Regions from separate parts of the Capra hircus genome. Here region 2 is linked to region 1. The links are chromatin contacts, called in public Hi-C maps. All regions are on one chromosome and are shown on one strand. Each heading gives the region's core, a stretch centred on a gene start, on an enhancer-like site or on the middle of the called end of the contact. The rest is flanking DNA. Distances are from core to core; before and after follow the strand shown.

Region 1 (7,603 bases), core at 1,491-3,990:
TGTGGATGGCATTTGTTGGCAGACAGACTCCCTTGGGAAAGAATTTAGGGGTCCTTCTAAGGTCAGATTTATTGATTCATTTGCCCATTCAGACAGAGGTCTGCAGGCTGGAGCCAGTGCCAGGCCATGGTCCTGCCAGCAGGGAGCTGACGGCAGTGGGAAGAGAGAGGCCCCAAGACTGAGGTACCAGCAGACCCACAAGATGGCTAGGACTTATCCTGAGCATCCTAGATGAAAGGTGACCTGGTCTCAGCTTGAATTGTTGTTGTTTAGTCATTAAGTCAGGCCTGACTCTTTGTAACCCCATGGATTGTAGCCCACCAGGAGCATCTGTCCATGGGATTTTCCAGGCAGGCATACTAGAATGGGTAGCCATTCCCTTCTCCAGGGGATCTTCCTGACCCAGGGATCGAACCCGCGTCTCCTGCATTGGCAAGAAGATTCTTTACCAGTGAGGCACCGGGGAAGCCCCTTAGCTTGAATACAGAGAACATAAAACATTTTCTTTCTTCAAAGAAAGGCAGTAGGGGATCTCCATTTCAAGACTAAAAGAGCCATTGTGTGCCCCCCAAAGTCAGCGCCCCCAGCCTGCATGCAGACAAATATTCTGTGCAGGAGCAGAAAGGCCTGGGGACTGGCTGGTGTCCTGTGACCACATCAGCACTTTCTCTTTCCTTGCAGTTCTCATTCCCTAGATGTGGAAATGACCAACTTGCCAGCTGAGAAACCACCCAAACTCTTTGGCTATTCAGCATCCTCATGCCCCTTTGTGGGGAATTACTCTGGTTCCCAGGTTTCTGGTGAGCACTTAGAGCTATGAAAGCTGAGGAAGGAGACTGAGTGGGGAAAACTAAGCTTGTAAACTATGGATGGAAAACAGCTGCTTGCTGGCTTTAGAAGCATAGATAGATCACTGTGTCATCATTTAGTTGGGAAAGACCTTTACCCCTCTGCCCGAAATCTGGAAGTTCTCCGCTTCCCAGAATCAGCACTGTTCCCACATTCCAGGAAGAGTCTGAAAGGTTGCATTTCTCTGAATGGAAGACTGCATCGTGGGAACTGGGTGTCTCGGAAGCCAAGCCCACACGAGTGGTGTGACCAGGCTGCTCCGCAGATGCCTTTGTGGTGTTGCACACACGTGTGCTGGGTGTGCAACCAGAGGATGCTGTGCATTTCCACAAGACCACTGACACTGTCCGCTTCTCTCCCCAGCTTCTTCCTGGAGAAGAACATGTTCGTTTTCTTCTTGAACATCCTGCGGCAGAAGTCAGGCCGCTACGTGTGCGTTCAGCTGCTGCAGACCCTGAACATCCTCTTTGAGAACATCAGCCACGAGACCTCACTCTGTAAGGACGGTCCTGGCCCTGGCCTCGGCACCGCTGGGTGTCGCTGCGCCGTGTGCCGTGGTCTTCCTGTTGCTCTGTGAATGTCTGTGCCCGCCGTGTGTCTTGGCGTGCTTGGGCTGCCAGAGGGCATGCTCCAGGCTGGGCAGCTTAGACGGCAGATGCATTTTCTCACAGTGCCTGCGGCTGGCAGTCCACGATCACGGCAGCGCTGGGGCTGGCTTCTGGGGAGGCCTGTCTTCCTGGTTCGCACAGGGCCTCACTCTCTTTATGTCGTACCTGTTCTCTCCTCTGTGCACGTGGAGAGAGGATTCTGATGTCTCTTCCTTTTCTTGTAAAGACACTAGTCTTCTTGGATCAGAGCCCCATCCTCTGACCTCATGTGACCTTTAATTACCTCCTGAAAGCCTCTGTCTCCAGATACAGTCCCTTTGGGGGTTAGGATTTCAGCACATGAGTTTTGGGGGCACACAGTTCAGTCCCTAGTGCCATTTTTAATCACTGCATGGTAGGGTGCTGTGCAGGGCTAAGAGAGGGCTCCCCTCTGCTGGGTGGTTCTGGGGGTATTTGCATGTCTTCTTTATAACCTGTTATTAAAGAGCTTGCGTCACGAGTAAACAGCCAACAGAATAAGCATTGGAAGCAGCAGGATGGGGAAGAATGTGGCCAAGGGTGTGGCTTTGGCCCCTGACCTGCCTGCTTCAGCTCCACTGCCGCACTGGCGAGGGTGTGGCTCAGAGCCTCTCCCCTGCCCTTGCTGAGCCCTGGGCTCGTCATCTGAAACAGCCACCCTGCGAGGCAGGTGCTGTCAGTGCCCTCGTTTAATACTCAGAGAGTTTGACTCACTGGCCCAGGTCACAGCTCCAGCAAGGCCGGAATCCAGAAAGGGTTTCAGCCCAGGCAAACTAACTCAGTGGGCATCAACTGGGGGTGACTGTGCTCCCAATGAACATATGTCAGTGTCTGGAGACATTCTTGGGGGGCTGTGCTGCTGGCCTCTGGGTAGAGGTCAGTGATGCTGTTAAAATCCTACAACATGCAGGACAGCCCCCCGCAATAAAGAAGTAATAAGCCCAAAATGTCAACAGTGCCCAGGGTGTGAAACCCTGATCTAGCTCCTAATCCTCCGTGCTTGATCAAAAGCTTTTTTATTCCAAGATAACCGCACCAAGCCTCAGGGCCTGCCTGCTGGAAGCAGGGAAGAGAAGACAAGTGGTGGGATGCCTGTGTCACAGGCAAGCTCTTGGCCCCCAAGACAGCATTGAGAAAAGCTTCCAGTGAAAGAGGGTGGCGGCATTTCCCCTGAGGAGAGAGAGAGGAGGCAGGGGAGGAAAGAGCTTCTGGCTGATGGCCACTAGGTAGCGCTGCTGTCCTGGGACACGGCACGTGATGGTGCTGCTGTCCCAGGAAGTGGCCACTAGATGGCACTGCTGTCCCAGGAGACTCCTGAGGCTTCCCCCTGTATGTGAATTGGCAAATGCGATTTGACTCACTCTCCCTGAGTGGTTTCCCTGTTAACAGCTTTGGTTACGCTGGATGTGAATTGTGGGCAGTTTCTGAAAACTCCGAGAGGGGAAGGCCCAGCTCTGTAATGCAAGTCATGGACTGAGAGCCAAGCAAGTCCCAGGCCTGGTACTGCCAACATATGCCCCACACCTGTTCCAGGGCGATGACTCGCCAAGCAGCAGTTTCTGCCTCTCTGAAGTGGAGACAATCCGAGTACCTGCAGATTGGAGTGGCTTGAGGATAAGTGTGAGAGCGGGTGTGCGCAGCCTTGCGTGGGGTCTGGCAGGTGGAAGTTTCCAGTTAAAGCTGGTTTTATCCTTAAACCCAGTGTTCCCCCAAGGGGCTGTTCTCTGGTGACCCGGCTGACCTCAGGGCTACAGGATTGAAGAGGGGGTTGGGGGCGATAGAAAATTCTGGGCTCACTGGATCATACGGCCTCTCTTGCCTCAGGGCTAAAAAGGGTATTGTGCTGTAAGAAAACCCAGGCAGATGTTGCTGGCCCTGCAGGGAATTCACCAGAGCACTTTCATAAGCCTCACTAAGGCAGCAAAAAGTACTGTTTTTATAGAACTTGGATGTATGGGAGTGAGAAGGATGGGTGATTTTTGCTTTTGCTTTTCTGATTATAGGAAGAAAATGTCTCCATTGTAAAACAACAACAAAAAGTCAGATGAAAAAGCTGTAGAAAGCAGAAGTTCTGGAGAATTTCACCCTAACAGTTCAGTGTTAACCGCTATCGTTTTGCTGTCTTTCATTTTTTTCCCCCAAACTTAACTAGCATATCTTAGATTTTCATGTTGTCCATTCATGCATCCTAGCCTTGTTTGGTTCAAGAGCCGCCTCTTTCTGGGCTGTAACTTACTTAACGTGACTGCGGGCATTTGGGTGGTTTCCGGGTTTTCGTTATTACAGGCAGCCATTTCACGAGTACACCTGTTGCCTGTGGGCTTGGTGACCTAAGTGACAGCAGGCCCGAGAGACTGAGATTACTTAGAGACTCCTGGGTTTATTATAAAAGGGTACCACAGAAAGCCGGCCACACAGCGAGGGCCCAGTGGAAAAATCCCAGTTGAATAATAGAGGCGCCTGCACCGCCCCCACCGTGGCCCCGCCACCCACAGAGTCCGGTCTGGAGGCCCGGAAAAGTCCCGCGGGGGACGCATGGGAGCGCAGGGCTCCTCCAGCTTGGGGTGCAGCCGAGAGGCCGGAGGCTGCTCACCCCAGCAGCCAGCACAGGCGTCTGTGTCTCTGGTGGCCCGGGAACCACTCAGCAGTCACAGCAGGGCTGACATCCCTTCTCCTGCCAGCCCATTTGGCCCCCGCTGACCACAGCCGGCCAGACAGTAGAGTGAAGCAGCCTCAGCTGGCTGCTCGTTGCAAATGTGGATTCTGGGTGGGTAGGTCGTGGACTGTTCCAAGAGCAGGATACTGTATAGCCAGAAGGAGACAAAGGAAGCGACATGGATAACTGGGCCGTAGTAATGAGTGAGAGGCCACACACCAGGCGGGGGCTTCCCGTGTGAGTCCACATAGACAGAGCTCAGGATCAGGCAGAACGAGTCTGCGGTGCTGGAAGTTAGGCCGAGGGGCTGTCTTGGGGACAGGGAATGGATGGAGCAGGAAATGCACTGTCTGATCAGGGTGGTGCTTACCTGGTGCATTTATTTGCAAAAATTCATCGCGCTGGACACCTAAGATGTGTGAGGTATGTGTTTATGTGTACATATATATGCATATGTACACACACATATATATACACACATAAGTACAAGTACTTAAAATTCATAAGTATATACACCGCCACATATATCAAGCTATACACTTAGATTTGTGATATATGTAACCTCATTTTTTAATAAGATATTGAATGTAGTTCCCTGTGCTATACAGTAGGTCTTTGTTATTTATTTTATATGTAGTAATATTAGTATATTATAGGCAACCCTGGTGTCAGACAGTAAAGAATCTGCCTGCAATGAGGGAGACCTGGGTCCGATCCCTGGGTTGAGAAGATCCCCTGGAGGAGGGCGTGGCAACTCACTCCAGTATTCTTGTCTGGAGAATCCGCTGGACAAAGGAGCCTGGTGGGCTATAGTCCATGGGGTCACAAAGAGTCGGACACGACTGAAGCAACTTAGCAGAATATATATAGTATAAAATATGTATCTATATAGTATAAAATATTATGCATAATATAAAATGTACATAGTATAAAACAAATAAATATATATTTCTGTATAGTAATGTATATCTATTGATCTCAAATTTCAAATTTATCCCTGCCCTGCTTTTACCCTTTGGCAACCAAAAGTTTGTTGTCTGTGAGTTTGTTTCTATTTTGTAAATAAGTTCCTTTGTATCATTTTTTTTAAGATTCCACATAAAAGTGATATCACAGTATATTTGTCTTTGTCTGACTTGCTTCACTTGGTGTGAAAATCTCTGGGTCCGTCCTTGTTGCTGTGAATGGTAGTATTTCATTCTTTTTGTGGCTAATACTCCTTTGTGTGTGTGTGTGTGTGTGTGTGTGTGTGTGTGTGTGTGACATCGTCTTTATCCATTCATCTGTCGATGGACACCTGGATTGCTTCCATGTCTTGGTTATTATAAATAGTTCTGCTCTGAACACTGGGGTACGCGTGTCTTTTCGAACTAGAGTTTTCATCTCTTCTGGATATATGAGCAGGGGTGGAATTGATGGGTCGTATTCTAGTTCTGGTTTTAGTTTGTTAAGAAACCGCCATCATGTTCAGCATCATGGCTGTACCAGTTTGCATTCCCACCAGCAGTGGAGGAGGGTTCCCTTTTCTCCACACCCTCTCCAGCATTTATTATTTGTAGACTTTTTGGTGATTGCCATTCTGACCAGACTGAGGTGATATGATATCACCTCTGACCAGAATGAGGTGATCAACTCATTGTAGTTTTGATTTTCATTTCCCTAATAGTTAGCGATGTTGAGCATGTTTTTTTGCGACTGTTGGCCATCTGTAGGTCTTCTTTGGAGAGATGTCTGTGTAGGTCTTCTCTCCCCATTTTTTGGTTGGGTTGTTTATTTTTGTTGATATTGAGCTGTGTGAACTGTTTGTATATTTTGGAAATTAAGCCCTTGTTGGTCACATCATTTGCAAACATTTTCTCCCATTCTGTAGTTTGTCTTTTTGTTTTGTTTATGGATTCCTTTGCTGTGTAAAAGCTTATAAATTTTATTGGGTCCCATTTGTTTATTTTTGTTTTTATTTCTATTGCTTTGGGAGACTGACCAAGAAAACATTGGTACGATTTATGTCAGAGAATGTTTTGCCTCTGTTCTCTTCTAGGAGTTTTCTGATGTCATGAATTTAAGTCTTTAAGCCATTTTTAAATTTCTTTTTGTGTATGGTAAGAGGGTATGTTCTCACGTCATTTAGTTACATGTGGCTCTCTCACTTTTGAATACCGCTTGCTGAAGAGACTGCCTTTTTGTGATTGTATCTTCTTGCCTCCTTTGTTGAAGATTGATTGATTGTAGGTGTGAGAGTTTACTTCTGGGACCTCTATTCTGGTCCATAAATCTGTCTGTTTTTGTGCCAATACCACACTGTTTTGATGACTGTGACTTTGTAGTATTGTCTGAAATCTGGGAGGGTTATGCCTCTAGCTTTGTTCTTTTCCCTCAGGATTGTTGTGGCAGTTCTGGGTCTTTAATGGTTCCATATAAATTTTAGGATTATTTTTTCTACTTCTGTGAAAGATGTCATGGGTAATTTGATAGGGATCCCATTAAATCTATAGATTGCTTTGGGTAGTATGGCCATTTTAACTATATTAATTCTTCCAGTCCAAGAGCATGGGGTATCTTTCCATTTCTTTAAAGCATCTTCAGTTTCCTGTCTCAATATTTTTTACTTTGCAGTGTGTATCTTTCACCTCCTTGATCAGGTTTATTCCTAGGTATTTTTTTTAACATGATTTTAAAACGGATTGTCTTTTTTTCTCTAACTTTCTGATATTTCATTGTTAGTGTAAAGAAATGTGACAGATTTCTGTATGTTAATCTTACATCCTGCTACCTTCCTGAGTTCACTTTTCAGTTCTGATAGTTTTTTGTGGAATCTTTGTGTGCATGTGTGCTTAGTCATGCCCAACCCTTTGCAACCCTGTGGGTCTTCAGGCTCCTCTCTCCATAGGATTTTCCAGGCAGGAATACTGGAGTGGGTTGCCATTTCCTACTCCAAGGGATTTTCCCAACCCAGGGATCAAACCCACATCTCTTGTGTCTCCTGCATTGGTAGCTGAATTCTTTCCCACTGGCACCACCTTTAGGGTTTTCTTTATGCAGAGTATCATGTCTTCTGCATGTAATGAGAATTTTACCTCTGTCCTTCCACCTTCCAATTTGGATGCCTTTTATTTCTTTTTCTTGTCTGATTTTTATGTCTAAGACTTCCAGTACTATGTTGAATAAAAGTGGTAAGAGTGGGCATCATTGTCTTGTTACATAATTTAGTGGGAAGGCTTGCAGATTTTCATCACTGAGTATCGTGTTGGCTGTGGGTTTGTCATAAATGACTTTTATCATGTTGAGATATGTTCCCTCTAGACCCGCTTTGGTGGAAATTTTTATCGTGAATGAATGTTGAATTTTATCAAATGCTTTTTCCGTATCTATGGAGATGGTCATGTGACTTTTGTCTTTCCTTTTGTTGATGCGGTATACCACACCGATTGATTTGCGTTGTTGAACCATCCTTGTGACCCTAGGATGAATCCAA
Region 2 (7,603 bases), core at 3,751-6,250, 270 kb after region 1:
TCCCCTCCAGCTCCACCAGCTACTGGACTGGGTTGAGCTCGTTCCCAGTTGCTGTTCCCTCTACCTGAAATGCCTGCCTCCCCAGCTGGCTCTGACCTGTCATTCCAGGCACAATTTCAGTGTCACCTTGAAGGGGCCTTCCTGACCTTTCTTTCTGAAATAGTCCCAGTCCGCTGTCCCACCATCTAGTTGTCATCTCGAGTACTGTCACTATTGGAATGTTCTGGTGCCTTTAGTTTCATATTTAGTTAACAGTCTGAGGCCCTGAACGTGAACTCCGTGAGAGCAGGGGCCAGACTCCCTCGACTGTGTCCATTCCTGTATCCACTGGGCTTAAGAGTAATGCCTGGAACGTAAGTTGGTGCTCAGCGCATGTTTGTTGACCCTCATTATCGTTTACTGAGCACCGCATCATTTGGAGACGTATGGCCAGACTCTGGGCTAAATGCCTTATGTGCCTCACTTCAGGAAGAGGCTCAGCTCTGCACTTCCTGGCTGGGGGACAGTTAACAGTTCCACTCAAGTTGGGAAGATCAAGCAGGCTGAAGCGAGACCTGGGGAAATGCCTCTTCACAGGGTTCCTCGCTCTTCCCTCTTCCACTCTTGAAACCAATTGCCTTGACAGTGTGGCAGACCCGGTGCAAGTCTTGGCTATCACTTTTGAGTTGTGTGACCTTAAGTAAGTGACAGTACTTCTCTGGGCCTCTGTTTCCTCATCTCTGAAATGGGGGGCAGAGTCCCCCGCTGAGGAAAGGCTTTGATGCGGGTCAGAGGCTGTTCTCACCCAGGCCTGCAGTCCCCGTTGTCCTGGAGAGCGGCCCCTTTGCCATCCTGCCCGCCCTCTGCTGCCCCGCTCACCCGCTGTTAGTGGGAAGAATACCTCAGTCGCACCTGGGCCCCCAGCCCAGGCCCACACATACACCAGTCCTCCTCTCACTTTTCATTCTTGTAAATTGACGTCAGCACTGCTGAATCACAAAGCTGAGGTTTGAGACGATCTGCACCATGGGGAAGCCACACGGCGCGCGCCGCCCCCCTGTCCTGCAGCGTCTGCACTGCCATGCCCATCTGTTAACTCGGTCTGGAGTGCAGCTCCCGGGGGCTTCTAGGTCATTTCAGGTCACTTTATGCATGGCAGTATAGCTTAAAAAAAAAAAAAAAGACTCACAAAGAGAAGGGGCCAGCTCTGGGGAGTGTGAGTAAAGGAGCTTTAGTTTCAGCTGTCTTGCTAAGGGAAATGAGTTTGGGTAATGAAGATGTGACTTTTAAGCTTTTTTTTTTTTTTTTGAGAAGGGAAAAGCCCTGGAAATATTATAAACTTGACTGCGATTTGTCCCTCCTTAGATGAGGACCTGTTTCCTTATCTGAAAAATGGGAATGTTAGTTAATAGCACCTAAATCCTAAGGCTTAGTTGAAGGTTGAATGTTTTAATATAGGTGACTAGGCGCTCAGAATGGTGCCTTCCCAGTGATGCAGATATAAATGTTAGCAGCTGCTACTGTTATTATTTCGACTGTTAGGCCCTCATGGGAGGCTAGTGCTACCCAGCCTCTGAAGCAGTACTGTCTGAGTTTGCCATCTGGCTCCACCACTTGCTGTATGCCCTACTTTGCCTCTCTGAGCCTCAGTTTTCTCATCTATATAAAGGGGGAGAGGTTTCTAACCCACAGGCCAGTTGAGAGGCTTAGAGTAGCACAGGGCCCAGCATACAGTAAGCGCTCACTAAAGTGTCTGCCGTGTGCCCCAGCACAACCTTCTTGGGTTTCTCCTTGCCCTGCCCAAGCTGGGTAGGAGACAGGAAAGTCTGAACACAAGACTTGAGCCACAAAGCACAAAACAAAGGGAAGGGAGACGGTTCAAAGAAGAGAAAGCAGTGATTCCTTGGAGGCACACAGACATCACCTACCTTCCCCCCTCCCTCTCTCCCTCTCCACCCCCCCCCCCCACCTCATTAAAGGATGAAATTGCCAAAGCTCTCTGAGATCCTAAATCTCTCCTGGCCATCCTTAACCTTGGGGCCTGGAACCTATTTAATCCCCAAGACAAGCCTGGGCCACTCCAGCTCTCCGGCTATCAAGTTAATTTTATGCTGCAGTTTAAAGTCTGAAAGGTGTTATTAAATATTAGGACACTCCATTATAAGCATGTCCAGGGCTGCAGAGGGCCATTTGGAGTTCTAAAATTGGAGTGGGATGTGTCTGTGAGGCCGCTTAACCCTACACCTGAAAATGACTCGATGCACCAGGTGCAGCACCACAGCCCTGAGTGGCCAGCAGACCGGCCACAGATACAGGAGTAGCCATAAAACCCATGTCCTGTGCATTCTTTAGTGATGCTGGCCAGCCCCAGTTTTGGAAAACATCACTCCTCCATCCACTATGCATCAGTACCTGCTGCTGAGGGTTACAGCAAAGCAAGCCATTTCAGAGGCAGTCGCTGAGGCCCCTAGAGGCAAAGGGAATTGCCCAGAGCTGCCAAGAGGGCCCTCCTGCCACCACAGACCACAGAGCGTCTTTCTGGTTGCAAGTTGCGTGTTCACCAAAAAGTACACGAGACAAGACAGGGCGGGAAGAAGGAAGTTCAGACCTGACCCTGTTATCCCCATCCCATCTCAGTATCTCTGTCTCCCTAGATACAGTTTCAGAATGTACCACTCCTCCTTCCAAAAACTCATCAACCCCCCCCACCCCCACCCTCTTCCTGGAAGAAGCTGTGGTCACAGAATGAAAGAAGTTTCCCCTCTGTCATCCATTTCAAACAGATTTCTGGGAGGACGGCCAAAAAAAGGCCCAAGTGTCTTTCTCTGACACCGGAATGACCACAGGCAAATTTACCCTGCCTCGGTTTTCTCTTCCATAAAATGGGGTAAGAGCCTTGCTTCATAGGGTAGTCTTTATAGATTAAGTCAATTTAAGTGTATGTAAATAAAGTACAGATAGGACCTGACACACATTAAGTGTGTTCAAACACGAAGTGCCCTTTTACCAGACACACAATACCAAAACTAGACCAAGGGTTCCTCTCCCCCTGAGAGCTGAGGCTGAAGCCATGTGGGGTTCCCAGCCACAGAACCTGGGGGGGCCACACACCACCTTCAGCCACACCCAGGTCAATATAGGAACCCGGACCCACTCAGAACCGTGGAAAACCTTTGACCAAAGCACACGCTCTAGAAACTTTTTTTCTTAAAAAAAAAAAACTTTCATAATAAAGTTTATTACCTAAACTGGTGGTAAAAAATATAAAATAGGATTCTGCATAGCAGAAAAATAAAGCCAGAGACCCTCCCCCAACCCCTGGTTTGTGCAAAGATACTGAGCATATGTAAACATGAAGAGGTAGGAGGTACGAGTTCAGGCCCTGGTCCCACATACAGTTTTAAATTAAGCTGCTACGACAACCAGGGGGACCCAGAGGGAGCACCAGGAGAGGGCACCCCTCAAGACGTGGGGAGGGGTCTGCGGCCTGGTCTCCAGCCCAGGGCCGGAGGCGCCTCGCCCCCTACGCCCGCTCCCTCCAACGCAGGTGGGGAGGGCACCCACATGGTCCAGGAGAAATAATAATTAATAATAGAAAATAATAAGGGGCGGGGGGGCCCAGTTAATGCTGCGGTGTGCGGCCGGTCAGATCTGGAAGGGGAAGGAGCTCAGGTAGTCGAGGAGGACGGGGTTGAGGGGGATGCGCGCCAGGTTCTCGCGGCCCACGGTGGCCACGATGCGCTGGCGGCACAGCTCCTGCAGCGGCCGCACGCGGCGCTGGCGCAGCGGGGCCCCCAGCATGCGGCGCGGAGCCGCCACGTAGTGCTCCAGCAGCTCGAAGAGGCAGTCGAAGCTCTCGCGGCTACCGTCCAGGTGGAAGCGGCCGGCCTGGAAGTGCACGCGGATGCTCGTGGGGCCCGAGGCCATCTTCACGCTGAGGGCGAAGAAGCAGTTCCTCTGTCGGCTGTCGCGCACCAGGAAGGTGCCCACGGGCTCGGCGCGCAGCCGCTCGTGCGCTCCGTGCACGCTCAGGGGCCCCCAGTAGAAGCCGCAGGCGTCGAGGAGCGCGCTGGCGCGGGTGATGCGCCGGTATTCGGCGTGCGAGCGGAACGTGCGAAAGTGTGTATCGCCGGGGGCCGGGGCCACGGCCGCCGGGCAGGGCCGCAGGCGCGCCGGGGCCGCGGACGAGGGCGAGGAGGTGGAAGAAGAAGAGGAGGAGGAGGAGGAAGAAGGCTCTGGCCGCCGTCTGGGCTCTGCTGCCGTAGAGATTGCATTGTCGGCTGCCACCTGGTTGTGTGCTACCATCCTACACGCGGGGCCGGCCGGAGGGGTGGGCCATAGCGTCCGGGGGTGCGCTGATGGGGGAGACAGGCAGTGAGCAGGGAGTCCGGGTGAGACTGGGCAGGTGAGGGCCCGCGAGGCAGCTCGGGAGGGGCGGGGCCCTGGGCTGAGCCGCTCCTAAAGGGCCGAGGGCTCAAGCCTGCGTCCGCGCGGCCCTTTGAGCCTCAGTGGACTCATCTAGAAAATGGGCTTGCCCGCCCGCGGCGCCCTTGCTGGCGGGTGGGAGCTCGGCGGCGCGCTGTGCCGCCTCCGAGTCCGAGTCGAGAAGGGGGCGTGGAGAGAAGCGCCGAGCAGAAGCCTGTCCCGGACTCGGGCCACCGGGTCCTCGGCTCACCGCCCCGCGGCTGCCGCCTGCCGGCCAGGGCGGGAACGGACGCCTCGTCCGGGCGATTCGGGCAAAAAAGCAGGAGAAAGCGGCGCTGCGGGTACCCCAAGCGCGGGGTCCGCCAGGCTGGGGCCCGCAGGGGCCTGGGGCGTGGCGGCCGCGACCCCACCACGCAGCCCCCGAGGCCGCCCCGGCCCCGGGCGGTCCCGTGCGTTCCTCCCCTCTCCCTCTAGCTTCGTCGCCCAGCGTCCGTCTCACCTGGCGGCGGGGCGCGGGGCGCCGCGGGCGGGGCGGCGGGGGTCTCCGGGGCGGCTCTCGCGCATGCTCCGGGGCCGGGAGCCGTGCAGCTGCCACGGCCGCAGCTCTTTCTGCTGCGCGCCCGCCCCTGCACCAGTCTTTTAAACCGGCTCTGAAGCTTGGGGCTTGCGAGGCCCCGCCCCCGCCGGCTCCGCCCCCTCCAGGCCCGCCCTGCCGCGCCACTTTCGGTTTCTTTTTCTGCGCACCGCGGTGGCGGGCGCAGCTCGACTTTTCCCACAAATCCGGGACCCCTCCTCGGGGAGGTCCCCCAGCCCTGACCTAGCCTCGCACCTGTCCTAGGACCGGTCTGTCAAGGTCTCTAGCACTGCCCTTGAATCTCCGGGGCACTTCTCAGCACCCTCCCTTTCGGACCTGGCGGCCCTCCGGTACCCCCACTGCCTTCGGTCGCAGATTTCTTCAGGCAAGCCCATTAGGATACTCCGGACTGGCCCTGACACACCAGTCACCTCCGCCAGGTGTCTCAGCACCCATCTCTGGTAGACCTCTGTCCTCTACTCTGGAGCCGGACACCTCCACCCTATTCTGGGGTCTCACCTGGGACCCCTCGGGACTGCTGCCTCCTTCGCCCTGCCCCCCCTCGTCCTGGAGCCTCTAGATGGCCGCATCCGCATCCCTCCCTGCCTGTCTCTGTCCCTGGTCTTGTCTTAGGGTTCCCAGGAAGCGGCGGGTTGACCACAGGCTTCGGAGGAACCCTTTGGCTGCGCGGGAGGGGTACCTCGACTGCGAGCCCAGTTCCTTGGAAACCGGGTGGGGCCTGGCAAGGTCCCCGGCGGCCTTGGCCTGCCTTTTCTCCTGCCAGATAGGTGGAGAAACTGAGGCCCGGTGACTGGCAGAGGGGGAGCTCCAAACGAGGCACACCCTCCTCGCTTTTATTTGGGGGAGAGGAGGGAGCAGCTGGGCACCTCTAAATGCACTTTGGAGCCCAGGGGAAAGAGAGTTCATTTTCAGATGTGATCATTGCAGAAGCCTACTCTGAGCTTTCCTGGCCAGCCCCTCCTCTTCCTCCCTCCTCTCTTACAGATCCCACCCCTGCCCCCAGCTGCTCCCTCCCCACACTCATACCTCGGGTCTTGGAATGATGGGGTACCCGTAACAGTTTGTTCGTTTGTGTATGATGCTGTCTGTCATAGAAGGGCATGGAGTAGGTGCCTGGCTAGTACATGTATTTTTGAATGAAAGAAAGAACAAATGAGCTTGGGGGCCGGCTGGTGGGTGGTGAATCTCACAGCCTGGAGGGGTCAGGCGGAGTAGCTAGGTTTGGCAGGGTCCTGCCCAACACTGGCGCACACTGCCCTCTACAGGCAACTCTCAGGCCGCAGCGCAGCTTTGCCGCTTGGCTCCTAGCCCTGGCGCCAGGTCCTCCTGCCAGCCTCCCTGGTGCTTTCCTGCCCTGACCCCGGGCAGAGCCCAGGATCCCCGTGTTTCCTGGTGAACACAAGAGGATGGCCCAGAACCCACCTTGTGTACACAAGAGGATGGCCCAGAACCCACCTTGTGTAGGATCCCACTGTCTCCCGGAATCCGTGTTGGCAGCAGCTGATGTTGGTTGTTGATGTGGTCGTCCTGGGGGTGTGTGTGTGTGTGTGTGTGTGTGTGTGTGTGTGTGTGGCAGCAGCTGATGTTGGTCGTTGATGTGGTCGTCCTAGGGGTGTGTGTGTGTGTGTGTGTGTGTGTGTGTGTGTGTGTGGCAGCAGCTGATGTTGGTCGTTGATGTGGTCGTCCTGGGTGTGTGTGTGTGTGTGTGGCAGCAGCTGATGTTGGTCGTTGATGTGGTCGTCCTGGGTGTGTGTGTGTGTGTGTGTGTGTGTGTGTGTGTGTGGCAGCAGCTGATGTTGGTCGTTGATGTGGTCGTCCTGGGTGTGTGTGTGTGTGTGTGTGTGTGTGTGTGTGTGGTGTGTGTGGCAGCAGCTGATGTTGGTCGTTGATGTGGTCTGGGGGGTGGTGGGGTGGGGGGTGTGGTGTGGGCGCTGGGGTGTGTGTTTGTGTGTGTGTGCAAGGGCATGAGAAGGTGCATAGCCATGCCTGGGCCAGTGTTCGGGTGCTGTGGTCAGCCCGGAGCGCCTGCAGGGGGCTGCCCTGCGGTGGGTGGCAGCACAAAGCAGTGGTTGGAAGCTGGGCTCTGGCTGCAGTCTGCCTAGTTTCCAATTCTAATTTTGCAACTTTCTGTCCCTCTGACCTTGGACGTGTAATTAACTCCCTTGCCTGGTTTCCTCATCTCTGAAGGGGGTAATAACATCTCCCTCATAGTGTGGGGATTAAAAGAGTGATTAGGGGTCACGTGCTTACACCAGTCCCTGGTGCGTCAGAGGCATTCAGTAGGTGATTGCTTTTGCTGCTGTTGTTCATCGGCGGCCGTCAGCAGCCCTGACAGCATATTGGAGCTCATGGCTTCATGTTAGAAGTCCTAGTGCAAGGAAAGCAGGCCATAGACAGCATGGGTGGAGTGAAAGGAGAGCGTTGCATGGGGGTTAACCAGGCCCCTGGCTGCTGGCAGCGGGGAGACACAGCACCTCCTTCTCACTCGAGCTGGAGGCGGGTGGTCCAGGCCCAGAGAAGGCAGCCAGGCTGGACTGGCTCCTGCGTGACTTGTCTTCCTGCCAGCATGTCTCCTTGCCCAGAGCAGATCTGTGTCTGATGGCC

What was found. A called contact is a pair of places that touch in the nucleus more often than the background predicts.
Region 2: a Hi-C map of blood shows a contact between it and region 1, with 4 times the contacts expected there. The contact joins the promoter of SOCS1 here to the enhancer-like site in region 1. A contact is called at or near these places in 4 of 5 Hi-C or Micro-C datasets (blood and liver).

What each region holds. Positions count from the first base shown.
Region 1 is chr25:9,526,236-9,533,838 of ARS1.2, forward strand. CLEC16A (protein CLEC16A) reads left to right here. Exons shown (of 23, transcript XM_018040271.1): 3 at 1,213-1,346. Among named protein-coding and RNA genes, the nearest start is that of CLEC16A, 23 kb to the left of the region's middle. Within about 2 kb of position 2,741, at least 4 of the 5 cell types and tissues checked have an H3K27ac peak or open chromatin away from gene starts, as enhancers often do.
Region 2 is chr25:9,794,683-9,802,285 of ARS1.2, forward strand. SOCS1 (suppressor of cytokine signaling 1) reads right to left here and starts at 5,001. Exons shown (of 2, transcript XM_018041073.1): 1 at 4,904-5,001; 2 at 3,179-4,334. The coding sequence starts at 4,284. The coding sequence ends at 3,625. It overlaps LOC108633919 (a long non-coding RNA gene), which reads left to right and starts at 5,094. Exons shown (of 3, transcript XR_001917290.1): 1 at 5,094-5,418.